Regions from separate parts of the Mus musculus genome. Here regions 2 and 3 are each linked to region 1. The links are chromatin contacts, called in public Hi-C maps. All regions are on one chromosome and are shown on one strand. The core of a region is the stretch at or near the end of the contact, and the rest is flanking DNA. Distances in the headings are between cores, read along the strand shown. Region 1 holds the start of Nectin3 (nectin cell adhesion molecule 3). Region 2 has its middle 120 kb from the start of Nectin3. Region 3 has its middle 71 kb from the start of Nectin3.

Region 1 (5,096 bases), core at 904-3,403:
ATTCATCATATCATGTCTATAAGTAAGTTCTCCACGTTTTTGCTTCATTTATGTGAGGGAATAGAATTGCATTCTACTATCAACTGTTTTCATAGAGAGAGGATTGTTTAAAAGCTCCAGATCACCCTTTGGAGATAGCCTCAGCCTGTTAATTCCTTATTCTTCGAAGCAGACTGCACAGTAGCCCCCGAATTAAGCCTTTGGCACCTTTAAAAAATGTTAGCTAAATTATTTTTCCTGGAATCTGGAGCCATCAGGGGAAGACTGGGGAAATGAAATTGGCTAACGATATTAAAATTTTGGTTAACATTTAACTGAAACTCAGCAACGTGTTAAAGTGCTATCTAAACAGATAATTAGCTGGTGGTTGCAGCAGTGGGCTCTGTCTAAATTTAGCAGTGAAATTAGATTTAGGGAATGTGAAAAGAGGGGAAGAAGTGTTCTCAAGGGAAAGAGTGGTGTCAGCACAGCTGAGGGGATGTCACAATAGCTACAGTTTGTCAATTATGAGCATCATCCGGGGGATCTCCCCAGCAATGCAGGGCAAGGTTTATTCATAAGTGCATCGGGAGGATAGGTGGATAGGTGATAGAAGGCAGTGATTGCAGGAAGACTGGGGCGGGCAGATGGAGGGAGAAAGACGGAAGGGGTGGAAGTAATGAATACAAGTAGCCCCAGTGCTGGGAGCAAGATAAAAAAAGAAGAGAGACTGGATAGGATGCTACGGAGGTGAGTAAGACATCATAAATCAGTGTGTTAAGCCGAGGAGATCCCAGTGACTCAGTCTGGAGCACGACGTTGTCGTGGGCACCAGGCAAGCTTTACTTTAGTGGCCACAGGCTGCTCTCTGGGTGGCTGTTATTCTTATTGGAGCACATCTTTAGCTATCTGGTGGGGATGGTAGGACAACATAAAATTAATGGTGTCCGGCCTCCGGACGGTGTCCTCCGCTTCCACCGCCTCCGCAGATAGCCCAAACTGTTCATCCATCTCCTTCCCCCTACGGTAACTGGGGCTTCAAGGTCAAGTCACTCCGGCTGTGCGTGGCGGATAGAGGAGGAGGGAAGGGCAGACAAGCTTTGGGGGTTTGAGGGAGGGTTATGGTGAATCACAGATGCTCCTCTTAAGGGTAAATGTTTAATACTTCCCGAGGTCACTTTTCTGAGAATAACTCAAAGAGAGACACGCGAGAAAATAAAATTACAAGTGCGAACATGCGAACGATCAAAGAGAAAACAAGACCACACTCGAAGACCTCGCATGGGAGATCCATGGCCTCCTGTTGCCGGTCGCCCGGCGCAGAAAGTGGACAAACGGGCAGCCCAAGAGAAGCAAGAGCTAGAGAGCAAACCTTTCGGAGGGCCCCCTCCTGTCCTCCGGCAGCTCCGCTGACCCTTCCAACAAGCCTCCCTCCCGGTGTAAAAAGCAGGCTAAACGCCTGGGCCAACACCGGTCCCGGACAGAGGAGAACCGGGATGCTCCTGGGGAGGAGGGAGGAGTGGAGAATCTCCTTTCAGTCCCTACGCCTGGGTGAGGAGGGAGAAGGCTGGTCCAGCCCCGCGGTATCCAGCTTCCCAAATTAGGCAACCCCCCGCTCCGACCCGCGGAGAGCCGGTACCCTCATCTTGCCTTCCCCTCACCCCCCTGGTTATCCCTGGTCCCGCTAGGGGAACCTCGCCACTCTGGAGGAGAAAAAGGCAGGACTAGGAGTCCCGCAGCCCTCCGCCTCGGAGCGCCTCTGTGTGCCCCGGCGGCCCCAGCCCCGCGAGGGGCGGAGTGGGCGAGACCATCTCCAGCGCTGGCGAGGGGGGGAGACGAGGCGGGGCCAAGGGGCGGGGCCGCCTTGCCTGGTCCAGATTGCTTAGCCTCGGGAGAAGCCCGGTTTTCCAAGTGGATGAAGTTTTTTTTTTTTTTCTTTTGGAAGTGGGAGGAGCGTGTGGGGAGAGAGGGTGGGAGGAGACTCGGCGGGCGGCTCGGCCGGCGTCCAGGCAGCCCGGCGGCAGGGAGGGCGGGCTCGTCCCGGTAGTGAGGGTCGGCGGCTCCCCCTCCCGCAGGGCGGGGTGGTGCGTTCCGAGTTCCCAGGAGTTCGCGGCGGGCGGGGACCGCGGGGAGGGGAGTGGCGGCGGCGGGCGGCTCCCGCTTCAGCCTCGGCAGTGGCATCGGCGACGGCGGAGTCGAGGCAGCCGCGAGCGCTCGGCCGAGTGGCGGCGGGCGGCGACGGCGCAGGAGCCGGGGGTTGAGGACACGCGCGCTGGCCCTTCCGCGCCGCGGCCGCCGCCGCCGCCGCCACCCAGAGCCTGAGGCGCCGGGGCGCGGGCGAGCGGGTGGGCCGGGGCAAGGCGGGCATGGCGCGGACCCCGGGCCCGGCCCCGTTGTGTCCTGGAGGCGGCAAAGCACAACTTTCCTCGGCGTTTCCTCCCGCGGCCGGACTGCTGCTGCCGGCCCCGACGCCGCCGCCGCTGCTGCTGCTGCTTATTCCCCTGCTTCTCTTCTCCCGGCTCTGTGGTAGGTGAAGCGGGCGAGCGAGGGGTTGAGCAGGGCGGGCGCGGGCGGCGAGGCTAGCCGAGGCGGTTGTGCCGGGCGGTTGGCTGCGCGAGCGGCCGCCGCGGACTTTGCCTGGAAACTTTTCGCCGCGCCCCGGGCGAGGCCCGGGAAGGGCAGGGAGAGCGAACAGGGCGCCGACCGCTGGCTTCCCGCCCCCCGAGGCCGCGCGGGTCGTCGCGCTGGGCCCCCAGGGCTGGCGGTGGAGCTCGGTGCGCGGAGCCCCGCGTGCCCCGGGAACCGTTACTTCCGAGCTGATGCGCCGAAGCGGAGAGCGCGGACTTCTAGGCTGAGGTTAGGATGCCTGAGTGCATGTTGCCGCCTCCTCCTTTCTCTCCGATGAAACTTGAGCTGCAAGTCCGGAAACCCTGTGGACACTAGCCCAGCGCACTGTAGCCTTCGGGTCCACGCCTCCTGGCCTCCGGGAGAAGGCACCATCTTAAAAACCCACTCTGCGCCTGCATCCCCCTTCCAGCACGATTTGTGCCCTGGTAACCTTTGGATCTTTGGGTTGATCCCAGATGGTACCCTCACGCCGCCTTCCAGTTTTTGGACGTCCTTCACGCAGCCCCTGGTTATTTTAGAAGAAAACCTTGTTCTCGGGGACGCAAGATTTACCTTTTGAATACATATTGCACCTACTGTTCCCTGGCTGTTAAAACAAGTAGCCCCGGGTTTCTCCAGTGTGCCTCTTTTATTCCAGATTTAGGAGCTAATCTCTTTGTAAGTTCCGTTCCCGGAATCTGAGACTAGTTTTAGAGACCTACTTTTTTTTTTTAAGGAAGATGAAAATGAAATGATATATTTACTTTTCATGCTAGAGAAGTGGACGTGGTAATCAGTGGACAGCATTGATTTGGTGAAATAAAGCTACCAGTCAGTCTTAGGCTATTGAATGTCTGGGTAATATCAAAATGCCGCAAGGTGTTGTTCATTTAAGGATTGCTGACGGGAAAGATGGAGGAATACAACTTAGATTTAGATTTTTTTCAGACAATGGTTATCAGTGCATATGAAATCTTAAAAGCTGATGTACCCGTATTTATTATAAGGGAGAGATGTGAACAAATTTCCTTAGTGCTCTGATGCAGAAGAAAGAAAAATCTGCTCCTGGTAGGTGAGTCAGGGTAGTTAGTTCATAGGGAGAGGAAATTATGTTGAGGTTGAGTGCCACTTACAGACTGAGAATTTTAGTACATTTCCAGTGCTGTAAGTCAAGGTTTTGATTTACATGGAGTGCTTTGTGAGAAACGACATGCTATCATGTCCAGCATGTCCAGTTTCCATATCCCCACTCTCCAGATGTTTGGTCCCGAGACAACAGCTTTTAGTCCTGTAAGTTTTAAGCCTTTAGCTCCCTTCTTAAGGTAATATTAAGTTCTACATAGAATTTGTATGCTGTTCTTATGAGCCATTACGGCGGCTCGTGGATGGTCCTTAGGATTTCAGTTCCAGGATACTTGGAGGAAGTGTGTGTATGTGCGTGGTACAAGCATTTGACTGTGGTGACTTAGTTTGTGGTAAGTACTGAAGGAGTGTTTCTAGGTCTAGAGGGCTTTCTGTGTAGATAAAACCCAAGGGGAGACTGAAGTGATGCAAAAGTTGATAGAGAAAATAGAGTTTACATTGGTAATTTCATCGTGGTTGTGTCAGTGAGTTGTTGATTACATCTGGGTGCAAACATTAGTATTTACATAGAAAATGCATTTTAAGGAGTTCCTTTATAGTGTTATAGGGGAGAAGGGTGATCAGTTATTTTAGAGCCCAGTCAACTAAGCAGTGTGGGGAAGAACAACTGCTCTAGAGGAGGTCTGTATGGGAGTTTTCAGAGTCAGCTCTGCTTGCTGTTGTAGATATAGATAAGAGCCACGTTACTGTGTCCCACTCACTTAAAGGGCTGCCTTTTTGAGCTTGTGTTATAACACCCTAATTTGCAAGTGCTTATGACACTTTTTTTTAATAAGCCTCTATTTTAGGAAGCAGGAATAGGACACAGTTGGCTTGACTTAGTAAGTATAGAAACAGAATTTTTAATGTCAGTTTTTTTTTAATTTCCCTTGCTAACAACCTGTTGATATATGAATGATAGTAATATTAACATTCCACAGCACTAACATGATTTGACTCATGCCTGCTGTTTGAATGACTCCTTTTGAATGATTGAATGAACTCATTTGATTTTTTGACTTTAAAAAGATGACCCTACCTGATTGTTAATCAGAATGTTCTTCTTTTAATCATTTGCAGTTTTAAATTTTTCTTGATAAGTTGTTTAGATTCAGCATTGCGTTAGTTGGTGTGGTTAACATCATCATGCTAATTTGACTGCTAAAAATATCCCTCATCGAGGTTAGACCTTATATTTTGAAAAAAAAAAAATGTAAATGCCGGAGTTTATATGGGTTTGGGGACTGTGTGATATCTCATTTGAACAGCTAAACTTTTCTCCTGGGGGCTGGGGACAGGGTCTCACTGTGTAGTTGACACTGGTCTGAGATTCCTGATCCACCTGTTAACCTCCTAAATTCTGGGATTATGTAAGTATGCAACCATAT
Region 2 (5,096 bases), core at 1,777-4,276, 120 kb before region 1:
TTGAGCTTATTTTTCTATTTAGATTCTACCTTCTCATTCACTACCCCTAATAATTCCATCACAACATGAGCCCTATATGGGTTTAAGCTACCAATGAAGCCAGAGCTCTCCTGATCCAACTGCTCTCCAGAGTTTCTGAACTTGGCAAGAATCTTTCCCCCACCGCATTCCTTAAAAGAGAGGGCCCATACAGAAAATAGCACCAGATAAATGTCTCAAGTCTTACTTTTGTTGTAACAGTCCCCAGGAACTTAGTTTCCAGGGACTCGATGCGCACCCACATAACACTATAATTTAATACACGTAGTCTTCTTCTAAAAAAGATGCAAAATAGGTTTGATCTAGGTAAGCCCAGCAAAAACTAGAACACATAGTCCCCCTGTTTCTCACACATCTCCAATAACGTAGGCTTGTAGTGCATATGCGTTTCGATGTTTCAGTCTCGGCTCTGTTGCTCTGCAGACCTACTGCATCTCTTTCTCCATGATTATATATATTTTTTTTTCATTTTCACATCACTTTGAGCAGAACTCAGACTATGACTGATGAATTTGTGGCTCAGGCCCACCATGAGAGCCAGATTGGGATGAGTAAAACGGCACACCTCTGGCCACTGAACTTCGGCCACTCCTGCATGAAAAACTACATGAGAAATTTTATTAATCATTACTGACAGTGATGTGACTATTCTTTAAAAAAAAAATCTGAGAAAGAAATGATTGACAGGAACCAGCTTTTCTTCCCTGGAACTCTCTAGAGAACTGAATGACTGAAGCAGCAGACAACAATTTTCTTTGAAGATGACCTTTCATATTAAATGAAAAGCTGAAGGGCTCATCTCAAAGGGAAAGAAAATGAATAATCTGTAAGGGCAACTACTCATTCCTGAATACACAGGGTTTATAAAGAGAGATACTAAAATATAATAGTAAACATCCAAGTGTGCTACATTACAAATTAAGTATATTGGCCACTTCCAGGGTAATCTTACAAAGCCCACAACAAATCAGCCACCAGGATAGGAACATGTTGACATAGTTACCAAGAAATATACACTGGTCAAGTGTAACTTTAGCCAGCATCAGAAATGCCAAGGGAGCTTTAAAAATAGGCCACTGGGACCAGTACCTCCTACTTTCATTTCTGATTCAGAAAGTCTTCATTTAAGAGATATAGCAAACTACCAAGTCCCAGGATGCACTGGGCAGAAGGCCACAGGGTGAGGACCACTTGGTTGGATAGTCAAGAGGATGTATCCTTACCTGGAAAAGGTAAAAACAGAGGGATTTATGACCACTTGTCCTGACCAAGGTCAACACAAATAGATTTGTCTGCTAGGCAATAGGCTCTAGCTTTGTTCCATCCCTAACTGTCACCTGCCTTAGGAACTTATAAGAAGACAAGGTTAGAGGCTGATATTCTTTTTTTTTTTTTTTTTTTTTTTTTTGGTTTAGGCAACTTTTTTTTTATTACACATTTTCCTCAATTACATTTCCAATGCTATCCCAAAAGTCCCCCATACCCTCCCCCCCCACTTCCCTACCCACTCATTCCCATTTTTTTTTGGCCCTGGCGTTCCCCTGTACTGGGGCATATACAGTTTGTGTGTCCAATGGGCCTCTCTTTCCAGTGATGGCCAACTAGACCATCTTTTGATACATATGCAGCTAGAGTCAAGAGCTCCGGGGTACTGGTTAGTTCATAATTCATTATTTACATTTTAAATGTTGTCCCCTTTCCTAGTTTCCTTTCTGAAAACCCTCTATTCCTTCCCCCTAGATATTCTTAACATGAAGATAACGTACCGTCTCTGGAACTGACAGAAGGTCTTTGTCTCAGGGCGAATTCTCTACACCATCCTTCTCCTGGTTCCAATCTCAGAATGCCTGAGAAGGTCTCATAGCATTTAAAGGGTCATGGTGTAGTTTTGCCTTTCTGAATAATATGTTTGAGTGCTACATCTTTATTAAGGTCTCACTTTTTCTAAACTTCCATCATCACATTTTAAAACCTCACCTTCATCAACTGAAAATCCAAAGTGATGAAAACAGATTTGAGCTTTTTACTGAGTCTAATGAAAGATTAACAACAACAAAAAAAACAACAACAAAAACAACAACAACAAAAATAAGACAAACAAACAACAAAAACCAAACCACTCAGTGGGTGATTAAGTCTGAAATTACTTTTTGCTGATTTTTTTCAAGAATTCAATTTAAAAAAATCTTACTGGCTGGAATTCAGAAAGCATTAAGTTTTACAATGTTACATATTTGGTTTTAAACTAGTTTAGATTCATTTACTGGATTTACTAACCCAAATACTTCAAGCAGAGTTTCTTTATAATAGAATTTAGAATAGCCATTTATATTGGAGGCAAGTTTCTATTGGTTATTGGCTCACTTCACTGTGGTAAATAATGTTGTGGGCGGGGGGGGGGGGGACGACAACCCTCCCAAATTACAGTTGTATTAATACATTCACTACAGTTTCTTCTTAAATATTTTAGAGAATCGAGCCATACTGGCTACTCTTTGTCTTCCTCTCAAACAATCAGGGTCCCTAGACAAAGCAGCCAACATCATTCAGAGAGGCCGAATCAGCTAATCCTGTCAGAGTTCCTAGCTTCAATGTCCACATCCTATGCTCTCATCACAAGCTCTCTAATGACAGCCTTAGAACATTCCAGAAAATTTTAGCACTTCCTTTTTAAACTATAAATTGCATACAACTCTTTCTGAATTCTTAGTCTATAATTTCTCATAAAATTCTCTGAGATCCTCTAGTGAAGATAAATGGCAAGAATTATTGGACTTTAAACTGTGATCCTTCACTGTTATACGCACTGGATCATAATTCTATGGCTTTGCTTCCCTCGTAAAACCAAACCACAAAGCCATTCTTTTCATTTCAAGCTTAACAGCACACAGACCCATGGGTGAAGCAATATAAACACTCTTGAGTAACTTCTCAAAACCAAATCTCCTCCGTAAAAACAGACATGAAACTCAGCGATGCGTAATCTCTCCCTGAACCTGTGAAGCTGTGGTTCTCAGGCCACCCACGTAGACTGGCGAGAATGATGTTGACATGTTCAGCTGAGACAGACACGGGAACTATCTGTAATTACTGATTCCGGTTTATTCAGGCTCCATCATTGTGTTGCTTTAAGCAAGTCAGCAAAACAGGTGATAATTTTGCTGGTGTGTAGAGAACCTCATATATAGAGAAACTTTCTTTTTAAAAAAAAATGTAGTTTAAATGTTTCATTTAAACCATTGATTTCTAACAGGAGCCACTGCTCAATGCATCTCTCTCTTTAATTGAACATTATTCACAGCAATATATATGGGCAAATACATGAAAAGAAACTGCATGTAAAGCAAGTGCTAGCAATGTTCATGTAAGTGTTTATACAGTCTCTGTCTTTGACAGAAAAAAAAACTGGAAATGGACAGATGCCCATTGTATGGATACCATACAAGAGTCTTCTAAGAGAATAATAAATAGGAGTCAAGTGTATAATATATCTATCTACAACACTATGGACTTACTTTATATTTTCAAGACTCTATGTTAGGCTCTTTCTTTTTCCCTTTATTTCTCTTTTTAAAACTTTCATGTACATGTACAATATAACTGAATCCTATTTATGCCTACTCCCTCTATCCAGCTGCTCCACAGTATTATCTCCAACTTCACATCATATTTCTTCTCTTCTCTCTCTCTCTCTCTCTCTCTCTCTCTCTCTCTCTCTCTCTCTCTCTCTCCCTCCCTCTCTCCCTCTCTCCCTCTCTCCCCCTCTCCCCCTCTCCCCTTCTCCCTCTCCCTCACCTTCTCCCTCTCCCTCTCCCTCTCCCCCCACTCTCTCTCACACACACACACCACATCCCATTATGTCCATTAGTGTTCTGTCCACATGCTCATTTGTATGAGGTCACTCATCAGTACATGAACAACCTACTAATGACTACTCCCTCCCCCCCTGCCAACACACACACAATAAAAGAAAAATGGCTCTCCTTCTTTTGGCAGCCATTAACTATTATTAGTTCTTTAGCTAGGAGTGAAGAATTGGGAAGCTTTCTGAGTTCATATAGAATTTTAACTCTCTTGATCTTGTAGAGGTCTTATGCAAGTTAAGCACTGCTGCTTTGAGTTCATGCATGCAAAAGCTGTACCACATCCAGAGGCCAGCCTTCACTATATCCCTCCCTGTCCTCTGCCTCTTATACTCATACTTATAGCCTTCTCTTTTCCCATGTTTCCCGACCCAGCATTTGGAAGGGAAGGGTAATATAGATGTGTTTAATGCAAACAATAATACCACCCCCCCGAAGAATGAAGAAATACTGTGTTTAAAAATCAATTGCAAATGGTAACTATAAAGTGCTACTGCAACTAGCTATTTCTCTTCTGTGATCTCTATGATTTCACTACTGTAGAAGAATAAGGCTGAGATATCACAGTAAAGGAGACAATATATCCTGAAGCACACAGATTTGGAGTCGTATTGTAGAGCTCTACATGCCTCACCAGTAACTGCATTCTATGTGATTCAGGTTCATTACCCCCCTTTAAACCTTATGATTCTCACATGGGAATTGGGCACAAGTAGAAGGCACTCATGAACACATACATGGATCAACTCAAGCACTTGATGTACTGTTCTACATAGCGGGGTAAGTGCTTAAGTCTGTGATAGCTATTACATCATCAGCTCCAGAAAGGACTCCCCACAGGCTCTGATCTTTCCAGTCTTAGATCTGACATTCTCTCCTCAAGCAAATCACAGAAACTACATGTGTTCATTGCAACATACGTCATAAAAAACAAAACATCCCTTCCCTTTAAGTGAAAGATAAATACTTCCTTTTAAGTAAATCCTAAAACTTTTGTTCCAGTTTTCCTCACATTTCTGTATAAGCATTGTTCATAAGGAGATCCTATGACCTGTCTGCTCTGATTCCCATAAGTTCCATACTTGGTCTTCTCTGTCCTTACCTATCCCTCATGCTTCCAATGAAACACACACACACACACACACACACACACACACACACACACATTTCTTTCTCTCTGTTCTTGAACCCTAT
Region 3 (5,096 bases), core at 1,609-4,108, 71 kb before region 1:
GGTTATGTATATATTCCTTCTGAACATCATGCATCCTTTCACATGTTTGCTATAGCAAAACATCCTTTCACCTACATCTGCTTCAGGAAAACGTTCTTTCACCTGTCTGCTTTAGCAAGACATTAATTCACCTATGTGCCCCAGCAAAACATCATTTGGCATAACTGACTTTCTAAAGAAACTAGAAGTTTTCCACTTCATAAGATATTTTATTTGAAATATAGTTTTTAATAAAAAACTTATTCAATGAGTCATAAAATGTTTGCTAAGTTATAGAATTTTGTATTGTCTATATCAATTGGATAATGATTTTCTTCCAAAACAAACTCTAGAAAGAAATTAAAATTGTGTTCCTTTTTTTCATAGTTTTTAGATAATGTTGTTTCTTCATGAATATACAATGGTACCATGTAAAAATGGCATTTATGAGTAATCTAGAGAATAGATATAAATTTATATAATGCTTTTTAAAAGTTATAAGAAAAGATTTATATGTAATTAAATAACTATAACCAAAATTCTACTTATAAGGAATCTTTCTTTTCATAAAATTTTTATTGATTATTTGAGAATTTCACATCATGAACCCTGATCACACTCACTTTCTAGTCTTCGAAGATCTACTCCCCCTCTTTATGATCTCCCACAAAAAAAGTCTAAGTTTTATTACCCTTATAATCACCAGAACATGGTCAATTACATATGGCCAGCCCCTTAAACAAAACTGAGTTGGTCCACGCTGGCACTCCTGCCAGAAGCCCTCATTTATGGAAAGCTACATTTCAGCATCATTATCATAATTTTTTTCAAGACAGGGTAAATTTTTTCTCCGTGTAGCCTTGGCTATCCTGGAACTTTCTCTGCAGACCAGGCTAGCCTCAAACTCAGAGATCTGCCTGCTTCTGCCTCCCAAGTGCTGGGATTAAAGGCATACACCATACTGCCTGGCTCCTTATCACAATTTTTAAGAGTTCTCTTCTGTGGCTTTCTGTCTAGGCTGTTACTTGAAGTGGTCCATGTCCCTCTTTCACCTGTGACTCCGCAGTCCTCTATTCCACTGAAAAAGCAGAGTACATAAACTTTTTCAAATATTAAGCTACTTTAAAATTTTTAAAAAGACTAACTTTAAAAGATAAAAATTTAATGTTTTATTTTTCCTGTTGTTCACTTTTATACTGTTAATAGACAATATTAATCTGATTGAAATCGTGTAACAAGTACATTGTAGCACTGTTTAAATGGGCCAACCACATGTGAAATATACATTTTTCATCAATACTATTTTCAAAAACTTTTAAAGAATGTTTTATAATGTCAGTTTTCTAAAGGGTTTTCTAAAGTCCTTATTTAGTACACCAATGTAAAGTAGAGCCCAATTGGGTAGTTAGCTAGCTAGCTAGTTTTTCAAGACAGGGTTTCTCTGTATAGCCCTAGCTGTCCTGGAACTCACTCTGTAGACCATGCTGGCCTTGAACTGCCTGACTCTGCCTCCCAAGTTCTGTGATTAAAGGCCTGCACAACCACTGCCCAACAGGAAATTGAATCTTAACAAAGCAAAATTCACTTAGGTATTAGTTTGGGTGAAAGCCTTTAATGTCTGCCTTATAAAAAACTGTAACTTTAAGATGATTCTGGTACTTGTGTATTTGTGACTAAATTTAGAACTTTATCTAAACCTCATTCATACACTTGAAAAGTTAAAGACATGTATATTTAAAATAGAAAAAAAAGTGATCAATAAGTAATCTCTCACATGTACTATTGAATCTGGATTTTAAATCAATAAATTGGCAAAATAATTGAATAATTGACAACTTTACTATTTTTCAATTGCTGCAACTCAGGTGAAAGGCCTACTGTCTAGGCAGACCTACCTCTTTTTGTGTGTGTGTGTGTGTGATTTGTTTTTTTTTTAATTTTTTATTAGATATTTTCTTCATTTACATTTCAAATGCTATCCCAAAAGACCCCTATACCCTCCCCCTGCCCTGCCTCCCTACCCACTCACTCCTACTTCTTGGCCCTGGCATTCCCCTGTACTGAGGCATATAAAGTTTGCTACCAAGGGGCTTCTCTTTCCAATGATGGCTGACTAGGCCATCTTCTGCTAAATATATAGCTATAGACATGAGCTTTGGGGGTACTGATTAGTTCATATTGTTGTTCCACCTATAGGGTTGCAGACCCCTTCAGCTCCTTGGGTACTCTATCTAGCTCCTCCACTGGGGTCCCTGTGTTCCATCCAATAGACGACTGTAAGCATCAGACCTGCCCTTCAAAACTCTCTTCTATGTCTATCTGCCTCAGCTACGTGAGTATTTTGCTATTGTTCCTATGAGAAGTAGTTGTGCATCAGAGAAGATGTCTATTTGTGGCCACTAATAGTTCACTAAATATGAACGAGGTAAAAAACAACTATGTCTGCCAGTGCTTATTTTTCAAAATAATTTTCCTTGAAGTGCTGGCTCTTGTTATTTGTGGTTTGCAGTCCTCTTGAAAACTTGGTCACTGTTGCCTTTTGACCTTGTGTACAAGTTCCAAATGTTGATATACTTTAAATTTTTAAAATGACTAACTTGAAAAGATAAAATTTAATGTTTTTGTTTTGTTTTGTGGGGTTTTTTTTTTTTTTTTTTTGGTTTGGTTGGTTTTTTTTGTTGCTGTTCTTCTTGTTTGGTTTTTGATTTTGTTTTGTTTTGTTTTGTTAGCAAAGAATCTAAGCAGTACTGTGTGAGGTGTCTGTCCCATGGTACAAACAGACACTCAAGCAAAAAGCTCAAGAAGCACTGCAGACAGGCACAGCCAGGAGCTGCTCATTCTGTCTTGTGGTAGCTTGAGTTTGCTCATGAAGGTTTCTATTGGCACTAATTCCTTGACATCTGCCACCTATTCTGCCACCCTCCCAGAGCACACAGACATTCTTGGTAGGAGATCAGAAAACCGGAATAGATGTCCCCACTTCAAGGAACAGTTGGAATCAAACCAGACAGTTAATCAGCAGTGGCTTCAGAAAATATTGTTACAAGGCAAGAAAAGACATTGTCAGGAGAAAATGGACTCACAATAAACACCCAGCACTGTAGAGGCCTGACAGGAGGATCCTGAGTTCAGAAACTGCCTGGAGTGCACAAAGTCAGTTGGGACAGGCCTTTTGCAAGTAACCAAAGCAAAGAGGTCATCAGAAAATGTTTCTTGTGCATTAGCTAACACGGAGTATCTTGCAATGTTGAATACTAATTGTATTTTGTTTATGGCATTTGTCTTAGGCACAGGGACATTTGAGGAAATTCACAACAACTCTAATGCATCATCCGACACAGTCCAAGACAGAAAATACAGAGAAATGGGATGTGAGTGTATGAGTATACATGCTTACGTGCACTCTCATGTATTTATCCCAGCTTTTACTTCAATTATATTTCTTATATAAAACTATAAAGCTGCTACAGACAAAGAGAGACACAAGGGAATAGTTGTACCCTCATTTCTGCTAAACTATAAATAAGCCACTGCCCTCTATGAATTTGTTTCCTATCTCTGAGAAGATGCATGATTGTGAATCTAAGGGCCACTCCGATAATAATATGTTTGCTTTCTAAAGCGCTAATGACAACAGGCCTTCAGCTCTAACACTACTCCTCCTATATTCTGACTCTTGTCTTCCTGTTAGTATATGTAAATAGTCAAGCTTTCATCTTTTACAATCTTGGGAAGACTTTTACACTTTTCACAAGAAATCTCACAGTCCCTAGAGCCAAAGATCCTGTGGTCATTTCTTATTCTACTTCATGACAACACTAATGGCCCCAAACCATCTATTAAACATCCATGTTTTTAAATATCTTTGACATCTCCTGATCTTTCCCCTATGGTGTTTTGGTGCCCCTTGGAATTTTCTCACTGAAAAAGCTTTTCCTCACAACGTTCAGCTTCATAACATACTGATGTATGATCCACCATCAGCATCCTTCACATTTGTTTTACAAAATCCCTAGCTGCTGCTTTTCCAGGAAGGTTCCTGTTATGATAAATTATTCACCACTCAGCCTTGTCCTCTATTTTGTGATCATGGCTGCTCTTCCGAATCACAGGATGTGTTAATAGCATAACAAAGTCTGGCTCCACCCAACACCAAATGAATCACCAAGGCCACAATATCATGTTTTAAATGCTCTCCAGGTGGTTTGCTAGGCTTTAAGTTCTTGAACATTAATGTGTGTAGGAGCCACCTGAGGATCTTGCTAAAATATACTTTTTGATATAGCACTAATGTGGATTCTCAAGACTCCCCATCTCTAACAGGCACCCAGGAACACACTGGCTCTGGGCCAATGACTTTAAGCTGGCTCTTCAATGAGTCACCAGAGGAAATTTACAAATCCCTGCCGCATGCTTCCCAGTACCAGACTCTTTTTAAGTTCCTTGGTTGTTTCTAAATCTCTATCTTAGACCATGAGTATAGGAATGAAGGGAAATCGTATCTGTCATCTTTTCCATTTCCAGACCTAAAGCAATCTCCAACGCATATCTTTCATAAAAAAACTTTTATTTTAAATGATATTTTCCATGCTAGTTATAGAATATTTATGCATATCTAAAACAACTGTTTAGTAAATAAATGTTAATTGGTGGATAATACTTCTGCTCCCATACAGGAAGATCATTTCTTTAAGTATTAACTCTGGCAGGTACTCTAGGTGAGCTTCTTTACCTAGCAGCTGCCATAATATCTTAATAGAAATATCAAGAGATTGTTCCATAAACAGCACAATGGCATGATCTCCTTACAAAATGAATATATAAACAGAGGGGATGTGCTCAATAAAAACTTTCAAGAGGAGTTCCATGTCTGTATCAAAGAACCCTAAGAATGTTTGAAAAGGCCTTAAGAAATCATTACTTATTTTTACCAAAAATTGCAATACACACACACACACACACACATTAAATGAAGTGTTGCAACTTGGGCTGACAATGCTCCCCTCAACTCCAGTGTCAGGCATGAGAAACATCCTTTTTAGTTATTGATGGCACAAGAACATCCTTCCAAGAGACTCTAAAATAGGGGGCTATTGAAATTGTCCTTGATTATCTAC

The links. A called contact is a pair of places that touch in the nucleus more often than the background predicts.
Region 2: a contact with region 1 is called in a Hi-C map of epidermal suprabasal cells, with 3 times the contacts expected there. The contact joins the enhancer-like site here to the promoter of Nectin3 in region 1. A contact is called at or near these places in 4 of 39 promoter capture datasets (cranial neural crest, liver and maxillary cranial neural crest), 20 of 484 Hi-C or Micro-C datasets (adipose-derived mesenchymal stem cells, embryonic stem cells, epidermal suprabasal cells and 6 more), 3 of 115 datasets of contacts at active chromatin or transcription factors (embryonic stem cells, hepatocytes and kidney) and 3 of 9 other capture datasets (adipose tissue, liver and pancreatic islet).
Region 3: a Hi-C map of cerebellum shows a contact between it and region 1, with 2.0 times the contacts expected there. The contact joins the enhancer-like site here to the promoter of Nectin3 in region 1. A contact is called at or near these places in 3 of 39 promoter capture datasets (embryonic stem cells and liver), 7 of 484 Hi-C or Micro-C datasets (adipose-derived mesenchymal stem cells, cerebellar granule neurons, cerebellum and 2 more), 4 of 115 datasets of contacts at active chromatin or transcription factors (all in embryonic stem cells) and 3 of 9 other capture datasets (adipose tissue, embryonic stem cells and pancreatic islet).

Annotation. Positions count from the first base shown.
Region 1 is chr16:46,494,024-46,499,119 of GRCm38.p6, reverse strand. It overlaps Nectin3 (nectin cell adhesion molecule 3), which reads left to right and starts at 2,153. Exons shown (of 6, transcript NM_021495.4): 1 at 2,153-2,505. The coding sequence starts at 2,346.
Region 2 is chr16:46,615,656-46,620,751 of GRCm38.p6, reverse strand. No RefSeq gene overlaps it. Among named protein-coding and RNA genes, the nearest start is that of Nectin3, 120 kb to the right of the region's middle. Within about 2 kb of position 3,026, at least 13 of the 459 cell types and tissues checked have an H3K27ac peak or open chromatin away from gene starts, as enhancers often do. A contact at or near this core is called in adipose-derived mesenchymal stem cells and epidermal suprabasal cells, where this site is marked.
Region 3 is chr16:46,565,448-46,570,543 of GRCm38.p6, reverse strand. No RefSeq gene overlaps it. Among named protein-coding and RNA genes, the nearest start is that of Nectin3, 71 kb to the right of the region's middle. Within about 2 kb of position 2,858, at least 6 of the 459 cell types and tissues checked have an H3K27ac peak or open chromatin away from gene starts, as enhancers often do. A contact at or near this core is called in cerebellum, where this site is marked.